2 separate regions of the Ovis aries genome follow, and region 2 is linked to region 1. The links are chromatin contacts, called in public Hi-C maps. All regions are on one chromosome and are shown on one strand. Each heading gives the region's core, a stretch centred on a gene start, on an enhancer-like site or on the middle of the called end of the contact. The rest is flanking DNA. Distances are from core to core; before and after follow the strand shown.

Region 1 (4,438 bases), core at 1,342-3,841:
GTTCCACTATATATATATTTCCATTTTGAAGGCTGCCTCGGTCCAAAGTGGCTGCTGAAAACTCCGGCTATTAGGATCACATTGCAAACACAGGAAGGAGAAGAAGGATTTCATAACCTCCTTTTAAATACACTTTCTACAATTTGCAAGTACTATTTCTACTTATATCTCATTGGCCAGAACTTAGTTACTTTGACACCTAGCTCCACAAAAGGCTGGGAATAGTCTTTATTTTGGTTGGCCATGTACCTAGTGAAAAAAAAAAAAATTGAAAATTTATTTGATTGTTACACAGGGAAAATTATAATGATATCCAGATATTGAAATAGAGAGGGGTAAAAAAGATTCACATTTTATCTTATTTAATGGACATTTTCTCCAGCCCCAGCCTATTACCATCGAACAAAAAAGACAGAATTTGCCCTCTGGGATCCCCTCTGTCTGTGTTCCTTTGGCATGGTATGAAGGGGGACAGCAAGGAGGAACAGGCAAGCAAGCAATTACTAAGTTAAGGGAGCTTTGCATCGATATCCTAAACATAGTAGGTTGAATAAATAGGCTGTGGAGGTCTTGCTTTGTAAGTTAAAGTGAGTGACTACACGGAAACTGAAGTCATTAATAAGTACAGCCTCTATTTCATGTAGGATGTCCAAGTCTAAATCAAACACAACTGTTGGAAAGCCAGATGTTATTCCCATTGCTACACTGCAGTGGTTTCCTGGAAGTGATCTCACCCTGATGGTAACGCTGTTGTCCAACTGTTCATACTATTTATATCTAGAAACCCAGCTTTCAGGTTTAAAATGCATCAAGCTGCAAACAGCTATTGCTTTGAATGCTGAGCCTGTTACTGAAAATTCAAGCAGAATCCTCAGGCAGTGAGGTGTTAACTTTGATGGTTGTCAGGAGGCAAAGTCTTATGTAACTTGTAAACAAGTGGGTCTATCATTACTCATGGTTCTGGACAACACCGCCACATTAACTGATGTGGGAAATCAGTCTTTGCTGTTCTCTTCTATGAAGAAAAAAAGTTAACTGTGATTAGTTATCTGCTATAGATTAGAAAGTATATAATCTCAAAGCCAAAAAGGTATTTGGTTAGAGCCATAAACAGAGTGCCAATCCTTAAAAGAATAAACAAATAAGCAAAAAACAGCTACCAGAAAAAAGGGTGATGATGACCTTTATCTGAAATATTTTCTTCTTTTTGTTTTTCTCTTTTTAAAATTTGAGGGTAAAGAAAGGCATTGTGAGAAAATAAGCTGTTTTTGAATAATAGATTTTTTAAGGATGATTATATCATTTTGGTTTTACATATTCATCTCACAAAAACATCACTGGTATGATGAAGCAAAAACAATACGGTTGTTAACACATTGATAGGTATACACACACAGTAGTTCATTCACATTATAAAAGAAATGGAACATTTAGATGGTCCTTATGTTGAGCAGCAGGATGAAGACAACGAATGCCTCAGGCTGATAAACGTGACAGCTTCCATTTCTGGGCGGGATACTTTCTATGGGCCAGGTCCTGTGCTAAGCGGTTAGTATGCTTTATCTCACCAAACAGAAAGAGGCCCTATGGTTATCCCCAGGCTCAGCAGACAAAAGTATGGTGCAGGAAGGATATGTCACTTGCCCCAACCCACATGGCCCTTGAGAAGTGCAGCTGGGTCTTAAGCCCAGGTTGCCTGCTCCAGAGCCCATCCTTGTAAGCCTGGGATTAAATGAAACATATTGTGTTATGGGTATCACAGTAGTTAGAGCTGAGCCATTCCTGGTAGCTCAGCTGGTAAAGAATCCTCCTGCAGTGCGGAGACCTCTGTTCGATTCCTAGGTGGGGAAGATCCCCTGGAGAAGGGAGAGGCTACCTGCTCCAGTATTCATGGGCTTACCTGGAGGCTCAGATGCTAAAGAATCCGCCTGCAAAATGGGAGATTGGGTTCTATCCCTGGGTTGGGAAGATCCCCTGGAGGAGGGCATGGCAACCCAACCCAGTATTCTTGCCTGGAGAATCTCCATGGACAAAGGAGGCTACAGTCCATGGGGTTGCAAAGAATCAGACACACACACTACGTTATGGTAACTGTCACGCACCTGGCATCTAATGAGTCGCCATTAAAGGTAAAATGAAGGATATTTACACAAAAACAGACTACAGCAAGTTGCAACTCACATACCTTCCACATCACTGAAGGTGCCTGAGAAGACAGTTAAGGTAATGAAAGATAACCTGGTCAAGGGTCCCTTTTTGGTTCTATCTCTGCTTCACAGTTATCCCCGGGGAGCATCCCTGGATCACTCCCTGAGAGGATGTGTGGCTTTGGACTAATCACTTACCCTCTCTGGACTGACATTTTTCTGGCTGGAATGATTCCTAAACTTTCCCTTTGCTCTGAATTTCTACAATTTAAGTCACCTTTAAGATTTTGCCTGTGAAAACCAGTCCAGGAGCCCAGGGAAGCTGAAAGCTTCCTTCACTGTGTAGAAAAAGATTAACTGCCCTATTAAGAAAGAGAGCCAAGCACTGAAAGGATCAGCATTTTCCACAAAGGATCAACTCTTGTTTCGATGGCAACAGGCTGTGGTAGCAAAACTGCAAGCCTCCAGAGTGGGCATGACTCAAAACCAGAGGGCCAGGGAAGACCTTTAGAAGAGCTGATGGAATCGAATTATGCCAACGACTTTCACAATCCTGCTCTGTGTGAGACCCAAGTAAGTCAGTCCAGATGGGAATCGCATGCAGGCTTTCTGTCGGGGAAGAGGCTGAAGCTCTGAAGTCTGCTCCATGGCGCCCACTAGCGGAAGGCCACGCGGTGGCGAGGCAGACTTGCTGGCTGCTGGGGTTCCAACAGCTCCACACTGTTTAAGCCCAAAGTCCACGCGTGCATCTCCTGACTAGGAAAACAGGAGAAAAAGGCAGTGTCTTGTCCAAGGCCATCAGCTAGCTAGAGACAGAGCTGACCTTTTGGCAGCCATTCTGGTCAACACGGAGAAGTTATCTTTTGTACTACAACCAATGGTTCTCTGTCATAACCTACCATTTCATATTTGTTTGTTGTAAGATCCTGATCGCCATATGAAAAGAAAGTAGAAACTTGCTCTATCCTTAACCCAAGAAAATATAAAATGTCTGGACAAAGTCTTAGGTCTTCTGATTTTTGTCATTTAATAGCTGTGCAAATAAATGCTTGGGATCCCATGAATATTTTATTAATGAATATTTTATTGGAATCAGAACCCCCATGAATACTTTATTGGAATCAGAATCATTCAGGGAGAAAAATTATATTGGAAGTAAGAATTATTTGACAGATACTTTGAACTTCTCATGAGTGACCAGAGAGCATAGTACTAACTCTCAAGTATAAAAAATCTGACAAAATCCAGCAAGTCATCTCAAGTATTATGGTGTATGTGTGTGTGCGTTAGTCAGTCACTCAGCCATGTCCAACTCTTTGAGACCCTATGGACTGTAGCCCGCCAGGCCCCTCTGTCCATGGGAAAGAGTGGGTCGCATTTCCTCCTCTAGAGGATATCCCAACCAGGGATTGAATCTGTGTGTCTTGTGTTGCAGGCAGATTCTTCACCATCTGAGCCACCAGGGAAGCCCCCAAGTATGATGGTAGTAATGCCACTTATTTTCTGGATAATTAACAATAGTTGAAACATTAAGAGTATATGTGTTCAAACAGTGTTTAACCATGTTAGGAAAATAAAAGCAGCATGTGACTCAACTCTTATACCCTGAGAAGCTGCATATCTTCACAAGGAAATGAGATATACACAGTGTATACAGTATGTGACTGTAATTCTGAAATAAATTAAATGCCCCAGAAAAAAGTTTAGAGGGAGTCTCAAGAAGGGCTACTGACAAATCTGGAAACAGCTAGAACTTCATGGAGCAGACAGAACTTGAGACAGGTCTCCCAACCTTAAAGGATGGGACGGGCACTGAAGTAGAAAGGAAGACAAGCGTTCAGAAAAGGCAAACACACAAGGATGCAGAGTGGGGGCCGAGGCAGGAGGAAGTTCCACAGAGAGAAAGGGGGTGTTCAGAGCAGTCCTCTCATGGCTCATCGCCTCGTGACTTTAGCTTCCCAAACCTCTCCCAATCCCTAGCTGGCTCCTCTCTTGCCTCTCTATCCAGGCTAGATCTCACAGTCAGCCTTTCCAATCAAGGTTGTCAACTCTATGCTTTAGCTATCTTGGGGCCTCCCTTTGCTCCCAGTCCTGGCCAGTCAGACACTCCTGGGGCATCACAGAGACGGAGCTCCTGAGTCCCAGCTGCTTGGCAATCCTTTTCTTCATTTCCCATTTATCAGTGACCAGTCCAAACCACGTTCAGTCTCATTCTTGTGGACATTTCCTTGCCACCCTCACATTTCCTATGCCTTTCATCTCAGAAGATTGAGGCCCTTCTACATGGGCTC
Region 2 (4,438 bases), core at 565-3,064, 55 kb before region 1:
AGGGACAGAAACCTCCCAGGAGGGACTGTGGCACCCAAACAGGACATACTCCATTGGCAGGAAAGGCAGAAGGCCAACAGTGAGCTGGGCAGAGACCATGGACATGCCAGTGGCTCATATTTTGACTTGATGCTTCATTCCTTCCTTGTCTTTCTGCCCTGCCCCCCCTTACCTTTCTGTACCCAGCAGAAGTCAAAGGTGAGTCTCTCACTTCCTGAAAGACCCTGGGACAACCCCCGTGCTCTCCTCTTTCCTGCAGGGTATGAGGCTGCAGCACGGCCTGGATGGCTTTCACTCTGCAGAGGGGCCAGACTCACTGCCAACACAGTCCCCTCCCCATAGCCCTGGGCATCTGAAAGGCCAAGCACGACCACAGGCACCCACAGGCAGAGGAACAAGGATGCTACTCCCAACAAGGGGCCACTTCTAAGGGCAGGGAGTCAAGGCTTTGTAGAACCCTATGAAGTCAACTCCAATCACTTCCAACACTGAGTTCTGATCTAAGTTCAGATCTGCCCAGTCAAAGGGTGGTCTGGGCACCAACTGGGAGCAAATGCCAGACCCAAAGGCATTTGGGCTGCGACACAACTCTATCCACATATGCGCTAAGTCACTTCAGTTGTATGACCCCATGAACTGTAGCCCACCAGGTTCCTCTGTCCATAGGATTTTCTAGGCAAGGATATTGGAGTGGGTTGCCATTTCCTTCCTATCCACATATAGTTCTACCTAACTGTCACAGAGGAGTTGGTGCACCCAGGAAGGCAGCAAACCCTGGCTATATGTCAAGCAGGATGGTTGAGTTTGGGATATAGAAACAAGCCCACCTCTGCCTGGGTCTGGGCCAGGGTCTTTATCAGGTCAGACCTGCTGCCTGGGTTTGCCCCCAGAAAACCAACACATCTTCAGTGTCTCAAAGGAATATATGCAATGATAATGTCCCAAATTTACAAACTCAGCCAGTGTTTTAAGAGCGGTTCCAATCCCAGCTCCCATACACACTGCAGGACCCTGAGGAAGTGATGTGGCTGCTCCAGACTCAGTTTCCCCATCTGTACAGTGTGTGTGACTCCCAGCACATTCTTCTCTCTTCATCCAGCAGGGGAGCAGACGCTGCCCTTGCTGTGCCTGGAGGCCCCTATCTGGTGCCAGGTGGTGGGTTTAGGGCCTGGCTGGGTGACCAGGGGCCTGGGGGCCTCGGATGCTGCCAGCTTGTGTGGTCCCAGTGTCACATATGAAGGTGCTGAACAAGGACCTGGCTGGGCTGGAACCCGTGCCCTGCTGGGTGGCTCCCTGCCTGCGCTGGCCACCTTCCCACGGTGATTCTGCACAGACAGCCGCCAACTCCTATCTGCCTGGAGAAGCTCAAAGCCCGGGATCCCGCTCACGCTCTGGGCCTGAGTGGAGGTCCCGGGTCAACTCTTCCACCCGTTTCCTCCACACAGGGCCTCCTGCTGACTTTTCTCCACCTCTCCTTCTCCTTCTCTCCATCTCCTGCAGGGCTGCTCCCTCCAAGCGTCCCACACAGCGGCCTGCTTTTGATTCGGGCTTTGTCCCCTACGCCCCCAGCCCGCTCCGACGGTCCCCCCGACGCCCGGTCCTTCCGATCCCGTCTGGGCGCCCGCTTACCCATGCTGCCGGCCCCGGAGGCGGCTGTGCTGCAGCACTAGCTGGTAGGGCGACCTGGCGGGGCCCGCTGGGGTGGCAGCGGGGCCCAGAGCCAGCGCCAGAGCGAGGGGCAACAGCCGCCCGAGGAGCGCCATGGAGAGAGAGGACGCGCCGAACCGACGGGCAGGCGAGCGGCGGGGGAGTGCGAGTGCCGCTGCGGCCGCGGGCAGGTTAAGTAAGCGGAGCGCGGGGAGCCGCCCGCGGGGAGGGGCGGGGAGCCGGAGGAGGGCGGGCTTCGGGCGCCCCACGCCCCCGCCTCCTGCCGCCCCGCCCCTCCCCGGGCGACGACCGTTCCAACTAGCCCCTCTTTCCCTTGTTCCCCGGCACCCAGGACTACAGGGCCTCACTACTTCACTCCCTCCTCGAGGTCTATAAGGTCCTGAGCTCAAAGATGCCTCACCGGTCTCAGGCTTTGCTGATTTCCACAACAGTCTATCCATCACACCTGCTTCTACATTCCACAGGCACCCCGATTCTCCCCCGGGCCTGCTAACTTCAAGATGGATAAGGAGTAAGTCTTATGACTGACAGAAGCCAAAACAAAACAAAACAAGACAGGTTTTGTTAAACTTCAACTGGAAACTGCGGGGGGGGCGGGGGCGGGCGGCGGGGAGCGGGAATGCCGCCTTAGTACACACTCATTGCCTGTTTTATTAAACATCTGTATAGCACTATAGGCGAGAAAGATGCTGCAAAGAGATAGCAAAGATTTTTGTCCTGGAGGAGCTCAGAGCAAGTAAACAAATAGTCACCTGGGAGGGAGGTAATTCACTCAAGCGCCTATTAATCACCCACCAATTATCTCGCACTGCTAGCCCCAGGAGACAAAGATGGATGAGTGAATGAGATCCAGGTTCTTTCTTAAAAAGTTCATAGTTGGGAGACCTGCGGGCCAGTCTACAAAGTCCTCTGGAGAGGGGCATCTGCGGCCTTGGGTGGAGGGGCAGGAAGTGACACCTGTTCCCTCTCTCCGCTGGAGTGGTGAGAAGGAACCAGACAAAATGGGGACATTCTGGGTTCTCAAGGTATCCTATTGGCTGAAGCATGGGGAGTCAGAGAAACAGAGAAGGGAAGGCATGTCACAGGACGCAGGCCTGAGCTCAGTGTCCTGCAGGGGTGACAGAGGAGCAGGTCAGTGTCAGGAGCAGGCCAGGAGAGGAAGACAAAACAAGGCAGGAGGTGGAGGTGGGCATGAAGAGGGGTAGCACACTGAGGTGTGTCTAGGAGGTTCCAGCCTTGGCAGAACTTGGAGGCTGTACCCAGGGAGTGTGGAGGAGGAGGACTCATGGATGACTAAGGTGCTGTTGGCAGGGGCATCTCGGTGGCTGGTGGTATCGTTCTTAAAATGAGAAACATGGAGGGGGGCATAGATTCACCAGGAGAAGGTAAGTGGTTCTGGACACACTGAGTTTAAGTGCTTATGTTTCATCCAGGTGTCTTGTGGGCAGCCAGATATAAAGATCTGGGGCTAGAGTGAGGGTTCTGGGGTGGAGATCCAGACATGGCAGTCTTCCTCAGCTACAGGCAGCTGAAGCCGTGGGAGTGGGTGGATCCTCTGGGTAGGCATGTGGGAGCAAGAGGTGGGTGATGACAGATGACGGAGGGGAGGCAAGGCAGAGAGCAGCCAGCAAGGAGGGGAAGGAGTGCTGACAGAGAGCCCCCAGAAAGAGGGGGTGAGTGCCACTGAATACCAGAGAGATCTGAAGGCGGATGCTGTGAGGCACACAGGCCCTGGGGACTTGGCTGTGGGAAGCAGGAGGAGCAAAGCCAGATGATGGTGGTTTGATGGAGTGATGGGCCTGTGCAGAGCGTGGACGCCTCTTCCAAGAAGATTGTGTGAGAAAGGAAGGGGAGAGTCAGGACAGGGGACACTGTCCACAGAGGCTTGGACATGTTAGGACATTGATGGAAAGGAGGGATAAAGGGGGTCAAAGCAATGGAAAAATAAAGAGAGATCATCAGAGTGGGGAGAGGGGAAGCAAGGAGCGGGCTGGAGCAGAGCAGCTTGGGGCTGGAGGAGGGGCAGAGTACAGAGAGTAAAAGCTATGGGGGACCTCACTTGGGGGGATGGTAGAGGATAGGTGAGGTTTCAGGGCAGTTACAGTGGGTAGCAGGACTGGGAAACCCGAGGGCAAGGAGGGGAAACGGGGAGGGTCTTTAGCTGGGATGATCAGAGGCAGGACAGGCACCCAAGGGAAAGTGCACACTAGACTAGCTGCCTGGGGGAGCGAGCTGGGTCTCCAGGTGTGTTCACATGTCCTCGACAGGCCATCCCAGGGCAGATGTGCAGGAGCGAGCTGTCTTTACAGGTCTTGAGCTCAGAAGCGGGGTGAGCACTGGGGATGCAGGTTGGAGTCAGCACCCTAGCAGGCAGTGGCTGAAGTCCTGGACTTGGGCAGGTTCCCTTGAGCACGTGTGTGGGAGAAGAGAAGAATGAGACGGCAGGGCCTGGGAAGCACCCATCTGGAGAGACTGAGGGGAAACAGAGACCCTGACAGGATGGAGGCCCAGGGAGACCCCAAGAGGCCACTGGACTGGAGGCTTTCAGAGAGCCACCAGCACCACTGGGTGGGGCAGAGTCCAAGCTGGGCCCTGTCACTGAGCGGTTCCCAGGCTACAGTTGGTGCTCAGGAAACTAAAAACCATGAGACTATGGAATGTCTTCTGGAACATTCTAATTCCGGCATGCATCTTCCTCCTTGAGGACTAGGAGATGTTCTGGGGTGGATTTGACCTTGGAGAGAACCAGGTCCTTTCCTGACATTCGCCC

What was found. A called contact is a pair of places that touch in the nucleus more often than the background predicts.
Region 2: a contact with region 1 is called in a Hi-C map of skin fibroblasts, with 3 times the contacts expected there. The contact joins the promoter of TGFBI here to the enhancer-like site in region 1. A contact is called at or near these places in 5 of 16 Hi-C or Micro-C datasets (blood, hypothalamus and skin fibroblasts).

What each region holds. Positions count from the first base shown.
Region 1 is chr5:45,038,699-45,043,136 of ARS-UI_Ramb_v3.0, reverse strand. No RefSeq gene overlaps it. Among named protein-coding and RNA genes, the nearest start is that of TRNAW-CCA, 10 kb to the left of the region's middle. Within about 2 kb of position 2,591, at least 8 of the 54 cell types and tissues checked have an H3K27ac peak or open chromatin away from gene starts, as enhancers often do.
Region 2 is chr5:45,092,553-45,096,990 of ARS-UI_Ramb_v3.0, reverse strand. It overlaps TGFBI (transforming growth factor beta induced), which reads right to left and starts at 1,814. Exons shown (of 17, transcript XM_015096052.3): 1 at 1,630-1,814. The coding sequence starts at 1,763.